Regions from separate parts of the Mus musculus genome. Here region 2 is linked to region 1. Evidence: chromatin contacts called from public HiChIP or PLAC-seq data. All regions are on one chromosome and are shown on one strand. Each heading gives the region's core, a stretch centred on a gene start, on an enhancer-like site or on the middle of the called end of the contact. The rest is flanking DNA. Distances are from core to core; before and after follow the strand shown.

Evidence for each region. HiChIP or PLAC-seq counts read pairs in DNA pulled down with a chosen protein or histone mark.
Region 2: an H3K27ac HiChIP or PLAC-seq map of embryonic stem cells shows a contact between it and region 1, with 9 read pairs. The contact joins the promoter of Tgfb2 here to the enhancer-like site in region 1. A contact is called at or near these places in 5 of 39 promoter capture datasets (the 3T3-L1 cell line, HPC-7-derived erythroid cells, embryonic stem cells and 1 more), 1 of 15 datasets of contacts at CTCF or cohesin (the NIH/3T3 cell line), 28 of 484 Hi-C or Micro-C datasets (the 4T1 cell line, the HL-1 cell line, the N1E-115 cell line and 12 more), 32 of 115 datasets of contacts at active chromatin or transcription factors (the NIH/3T3 cell line, T-cell acute lymphoblastic leukemia, astrocytes and 14 more) and 2 of 9 other capture datasets (adipose tissue and embryonic stem cells).

What each region holds. Positions count from the first base shown.
Region 1 is chr1:186,509,316-186,512,319 of GRCm38.p6, reverse strand. A730004F24Rik (RIKEN cDNA A730004F24 gene) reads left to right here. Exons shown (of 2, transcript NR_131158.1): 2 at 1-482. Among named protein-coding and RNA genes, the nearest start is that of Gm35426, 24 kb to the right of the region's middle. Within about 2 kb of position 1,604, at least 6 of the 459 cell types and tissues checked have an H3K27ac peak or open chromatin away from gene starts, as enhancers often do. A contact at or near this core is called in embryonic stem cells, where this site is marked.
Region 2 is chr1:186,704,151-186,707,420 of GRCm38.p6, reverse strand. Tgfb2 (transforming growth factor, beta 2) reads left to right here and starts at 1,432. Exons shown (of 7, transcript NM_009367.4): 1 at 1,432-2,992. The coding sequence starts at 2,647.

The DNA of each region.
Region 1 (3,004 bases), core at 355-2,854:
TTGCATGAGGATTTGAGCAAGAAGAAGAGTTCCAAGAAGAGATGTGTATTCCTAATTTTTTTGAATGCTTGGACAACATGGAGAAGTCACACCAGGCTCATGAAGAACTCGATTTTCTGGGCATGGGTCATGGACAGCGGTGTAAGAGTAGAGAAAGCAATGAGTGCAGGTTTGCCCACTTTTATTTCCCCTCAGCTCTGGATTAGCTATGTCTACTGAGCAAATATGTAATGATGTGGCTGGCTGCTTTAAATTCCTGCCTAGACTCTCCCCTGTGATGGACTGTCACCTGAAACTGTGAGGCCAACCAAGACTTTCTTTCTCAAAGTTGGTTTTGTTAGAGTACTTTAGCAATGCTATCTGGAAATGAAATGAAAACAACTACTATGTAAGATATTAGTAATGTCAATTAACCATTACAAAAGCTTTGAAATTGTCACTATCATTATGCTCATTTTAAAAGTAAACCCATATCCATGACTTAGATTTTCTCAATTAGAAATCTGCTTTTCAGTTAACTAGGATTCCTCTTCCCAATGTCCTCTGCACTTAAGACACTCGAGTTGCTTGCACTTCTGTGATGGAATGCCCAATAGTAGCAACTTACAGGAAGATTGATTGTCTCAAACTTTGGAGGATTCAGTTCATCTTGGTGGGGAAGCCACGATAGGGCAGTTTAGTATACATCTTGGATGGCTGGGAAGCAGTGTGAGAAGTGGCCACTCCCAGGAACCCACCTTCACTGACTAACCTCCTCTGACTAGATACGGAAAATCAAAGTTTCTTGACCATCTCAAATACCACCACCAGCCAAGAATTAAGTGTCAAAACCATGAGTCTATAGTGGACATTTCAGGTTCAAGCCATTACAGTGTGGTGGGGCTGGGCTTTGGTCAATGGATGTAGCTGGAAGGATTGGGTGGCAGTTTCAGAGAACTTGACCTAAATAATATTCCTGCTCTACTTCACTTTTAATTACACCAACTCTCACTCTTATCTCCACCGCAACCCCCTCTAAGATCCCAGAAACGGAGATTTGAATCCTAAGGCTCTAGAGACCATGTTGAATCTTGAGGAAGAGGCTCAGCCCTTAGGGCTGCAAAGTTATCCTTGAGACCACCATAAAGCCAAGTATTTAAGCTATTCCCTTAAACAGCACACATTCATATGACAGAGCCATAAAGCTTTCTAGTGTGTAACATGGACCCAATGTTAACAATAGGAGGATATTGTCTAAAAGCACATCAATATTAAATGAAACATCTCAGTTTTCCCATCTGGAGCGGCCCAAGCCCATCACCACTGTGTCAGACTAACCTCAGGGGAAAAGAGCTCTTTTCTCTACAGCACTGGGTGTTTAAGGTAGATGTGCTTGGTCCTTGGAGACAGTGGGCATCCTTTCCAGTTAGTCTGTTCTAATTATGTTTGACTAGGGCAAGTAATGAATTGGTTCTAGACAAGCACATGCAAATGGATGTCAGTCAGAAGGAAGAACTCATGAAGGTCGGTTCAACCTTCATTTTCATTCTTCTAATGCCTGCACAAAGTGGACTAGGAATACCAAAGCTCTTGAAGATTTGCATGAAAATGATCTCCAGCTGCCCTGGCCATTTGTGTGAAGGAAGTGCCCTTGAAGGCCTTGCTATGCGGCTGTGTCTATGTCTATGCAGGAAGCTGCATTGCTGGGGGCTGCATATGCATTCCATCACCCACACAGTTCAGATGGGGGAATCACATGACAGTTCTTTGGCTATTTAAAGTAAGTGTGAGTCTTAATTATCTTCAGAACACTCCAGTGCTATGCAGAGCACTAATCAATAAGACAATAATTGGGTGCTTTCTCACTGCAGATGATGAAGCATGGAGCCTGGGAGACAACTTGACTTCACATGCTACCACTCCAAGAGAATTAATTAAAAAAAAAAAACCAAACCTATTAGGTTCCTAAGAGCTCATCAGAGATACATGATAGTTATAAATATTGATGGTTTCATGTATGGTCAACAGCCATGCACTATACTGGAAAATATCATTTATATAAAAATAAAAACCAAAAAACAACAACGAAAAAATAAACCAAACCAGGGCTAGAGAGATGTTTCATTGGTAACGGTGAATGCTGCCAATCCAGGGAGAGAGAGGGAGGGGGAGAGAGAGAGAGAGAAAGAGAGAGAGAGAGAGAGAGAGAGAGAGAGAGAGAGAGAGAGAGAGAGAGAGAGAGTAAATCAACTTAAGGGGAAAAAAGAATAAATCAAACCAATAAAACAAAGTAATATCAATCTGTATGAGTAGTTATATCAATAAATAAACCAGACTCCTAGGAAGAAAATTCTCAATTTTCAGAGCTTTATAAAGGTTGATCTGAAACAACACCAAGGTATATTATATTTCTCTGTGGGATGGTGACTATCACAAAGAATTGTGTTTTCTAAATTAATTTTTTTGTTGGTGATATCATTCTTATCAAAGTTATATTACAATTTTATGAATAAAATAACTCCAAGGCACAACTACTAGAAGAACCCGAATGACGTAGTCCTGAGTTTGGAATCACACTCAGTGGTTGAGGGCTTGCTGGGAGTGCATGGGCTTTGATATTGTTGTCATAGGAACAGTAGGTGTGAGGGGTGAGGGGTGGAGCAGAGTGGGGGGTTTCGGGAGGGAGGGTGGCGGTTAGGAAACTAGACAGTCCCAGGAGGCGTTTAAAAATATATATTATGTTTAATTTATGTATGTGGGTGTTGTTTTGTTTGTATGTCTGTCTGTGTACTGCATGCATACCTGATGTCCATAGAGGCCAGAAGGGCCAGAAGAGGGCACCAGATCCCTTGGAACTGGAGTTACAGGTGGTCGTGAGCCACCATATGGATGCTGGAAATTAAACCCGGATCCTCTGGAAGACCAGCAGCAGATGCTCTTAACCTGTGAGCCAGCTCTCCAGCCCTGAGGAGAGCTTTGCTTTCATGGCCCTGAATGACTTAAGCCATGAGTTTAGCATCAAACA
Region 2 (3,270 bases), core at 183-2,682, 200 kb before region 1:
GGGCCAGTGGAGTAGAAGAATTTTGTGTTCAAGGTGGGTGGGGAGATGATAATTCAAGAGAGAGTTTTCTGCAGGAATCTTAGAACATAGAACATGACTGTGGGGGGGTCTTGATTCTGTAAGAGGGCAGTAGATTATTCTGCAGCTCCCACACTTACGGAACCCCCGGATCCCTGCTTGTCACATGTTCTGGGACCTTATACTTCTTCCAAGTACATGGTGGGAAAGAACCCAGGAGGTGGGCGGGCTCTCTCTGCAAAACCCAGACCCACCCCTTCCTGTTTTCTGCAACAACAGACCTCACTTCCTATGGCCTCAGTCTCCCTGTCTGTGAAATACAAATAATAATGTTCATTGCTGTATATAATGTATGCCAGCTATATCATTACATATCATTACAGCTCCCTCTAGTAAGAATATAACCCCCCCCACACACACACACACATACACATGTATGCATCCCTAAAGGTTTGATCCTTTTGAACTAGGAAAATGATACTGAGGTCTTAACCTGGGGGAATTCTCAACAGTTTCCAGCTTTAACAACCTGTGTAGTCATCGTGGCCACAGAGTCATCACTAAGATTGAAATGTTGACTTTGACTAAAGGGGAAAGACCAGTGGGAAGAAAGATTCTGTTATCCAACCAGTTTGAGCAAGTTGAAGTAGAAAATGTCAAGTTATGATACTGTGTGACAGGAGACAGCAAACATTTAAAACCCAGGTGTCTTAGATAATGCTGCGACAGGCAGAAGATGGTGGGTCATCCTTGTCTAGGAAGGCTGAGGAGAAAGCCACATGAGCAGGGGCTCACATAAAGAAGGCAACAGTTCCTTTATTCAAAGCAGTGATACAGAGCATGCATTGGGTGAAAGGGACACTTCTGTATTCTGCTGGTTCACAGGCAAACAGGGCTGGATTGTAAACAGGCTAATGAAAAACAACCTGTGGAATCCCGGAGAACTCAAGAGTTAGGTCAGCAGTCTCAGATTGGAAGGCATGTCTTCAGGGCTGGGCTGGAGCTCCATGGAGCACAGTGTGTGTGTGTGTGTGTGTGTGTGTGTGTGTGTGTGTGTGTGTGTGTGTGTGTGTGTGTACACGCCTGTACATGCATGGGCACGCACTCAACACAGGAGGGACTCAGGGAAGCTGCGAATGAGTGATCCCCACCATGTAGAAACGGGATGCTTAGCTGCCTGCCCCTCCACACACAGACCCTTGGTGATCACAGACAGTGACTACTGCAAATTCCTCATGCCAGTCGCCCTCCCTTACTGGCCGTCCCCCTTTTCCACACCCCCTCCAATGGTCCAGAGCTCGTGGTCTTAGTAACAGAGGACTTCTGACTGTAATCCTAGCGCGTCACTTTGTTGAAGGCAAACACGTGGTTTGGGGAGCACATATAAAACTCTGCTCCGGGCAGAATCGTGATGTTATCTGCTGGCAGCAGGTTTGCTCGGAGCAGAGCTGCTGAAACTGCCGGCAGGAGAGCGAGTGGGAGAGAAAGAGAGAAGGCGCTGAGAGCTGAGCTCTGGGGCAGGCGTCAGGGATGGAGAGAAGTATTAGGGTTTAAAGAGCCATTCTGGAGCAACCCATCTGCGGAGAGAAGGATCGGCAGAGGTCTATTTTAGGGTCGCAAGTACCTACTTACCCTAAGCGAGAAAGTGCAACCTTGGTGGAAGCTAGGAGAAGCTAGGGAAGGGTGCGAGTCCCGGGGCAGCCCGCAGCCAACGCGCCCAGGAGGCGGTGTTGTTCCACAGGGGTTAAGGAGGTGGCCGATCGCTGTCGCCCTTGGCCGCCTGGAGCAAGAAAAGGAGGATCTGAAGGACCGAGCTGGAGGCTGGCCCTCTTTGCAGGCAGCAGCGGCGGCTGCAACGTGGAGCGACCCAGCCGGGTGTAGGCCACAGCGCGGCCGGCAGGAGCGGGATCCTCGCCGCCTGCTCCGGCCTCTGTGGATCTCCGGGGCGGACAGTATCCCACCGAGTCTCCGAGTGAGCCGCTCCGGGGCGCATCTGCCTCCCCGCGGCTCGCCAGGCTCGCCCTCGGCGCGCGCGCACGCACGCGCGCACACGCGCACACATCCACACGCACACTCATCCACACACGTGTGGAAGGCAGGGCCGAGCCGCTCGGTCTTTGAACTTCTCAGTTAGAGCCCGGCGCAGCCCCGGCCGCCGCTCAGCGCTCCCCGCGGCCCTGCGTGCCTCCTGCCAGCCCCCGGACCTTCTCGTCTCGTCCCTTTTGGCCGGAGGATCGGAGTTCAGATCAGCCACTCCGCACCGAGCCTGACACACTGAACTCCATTTCTTCCTCTTAAGTTTATTTCTACTTCAGAGCCACTCACCCTCTCCCTTCCAGGAGAAAAAAAAAACAAACCTTTCTTACTCCTTAAAGTGAGAGATTCCCCCCCCACCCCGCCCCAGCATCGCATATTAATATCTCCACGTTGGGAACGCGTTGCATTTTCTTTTTTAAAGGAATCCCAGCCAGGGACGTTTTTCTATTGGGCATTAACTTTCGACTGCTTTGCAAAAGTTTCGTATTAAAAACAACTCTACCTGACCGCTCTGAGAATTACTAGTTTCTTTTTTATATATATTTTTTCTTACTTTAAATAACAACATCAACGTTTCTTCCTTTTAAAAACATGCACTACTGTGTGCTGAGCACCTTTTTGCTCCTGCATCTGGTCCCGGTGGCGCTCAGTCTGTCTACCTGCAGCACCCTCGACATGGATCAGTTTATGCGCAAGAGGATCGAGGCCATCCGCGGGCAGATCCTGAGCAAGCTGAAGCTCACCAGCCCCCCGGAAGACTATCCGGAGCCGGATGAGGTCCCCCCGGAGGTGATTTCCATCTACAACAGTACCAGGGACTTACTGCAGGAGAAGGCAAGCCGGAGGGCAGCCGCCTGCGAGCGCGAGCGGAGCGACGAGGAGTACTACGCCAAGGAGGTTTATAAAATCGACATGCCGTCCCACCTCCCCTCCGAAAGTAAGTACAGTTTCCGTGGTTTTCGACTTTTCCATCCCCGAGTCTAAGGTTGGCCCGGAGCTCCTCAGATCCACAGCAGCCTTAGGCGTTCGCCCTTTCCTCTCCCAGTCCCCGGGTCCTGATCGCTTCGTTTCCGTTCTGTCCTTCGTCCCTTCCACTGCCTTTCCAGTCGTGGGATGGAGAGGGATCCACAGGCTTGCAAACCTTCAACTTCTGTTTTATTTATTTATTTCTCCATAACTCCCTACCCACAAATGCCCCAGACCTTTTAAAAGATG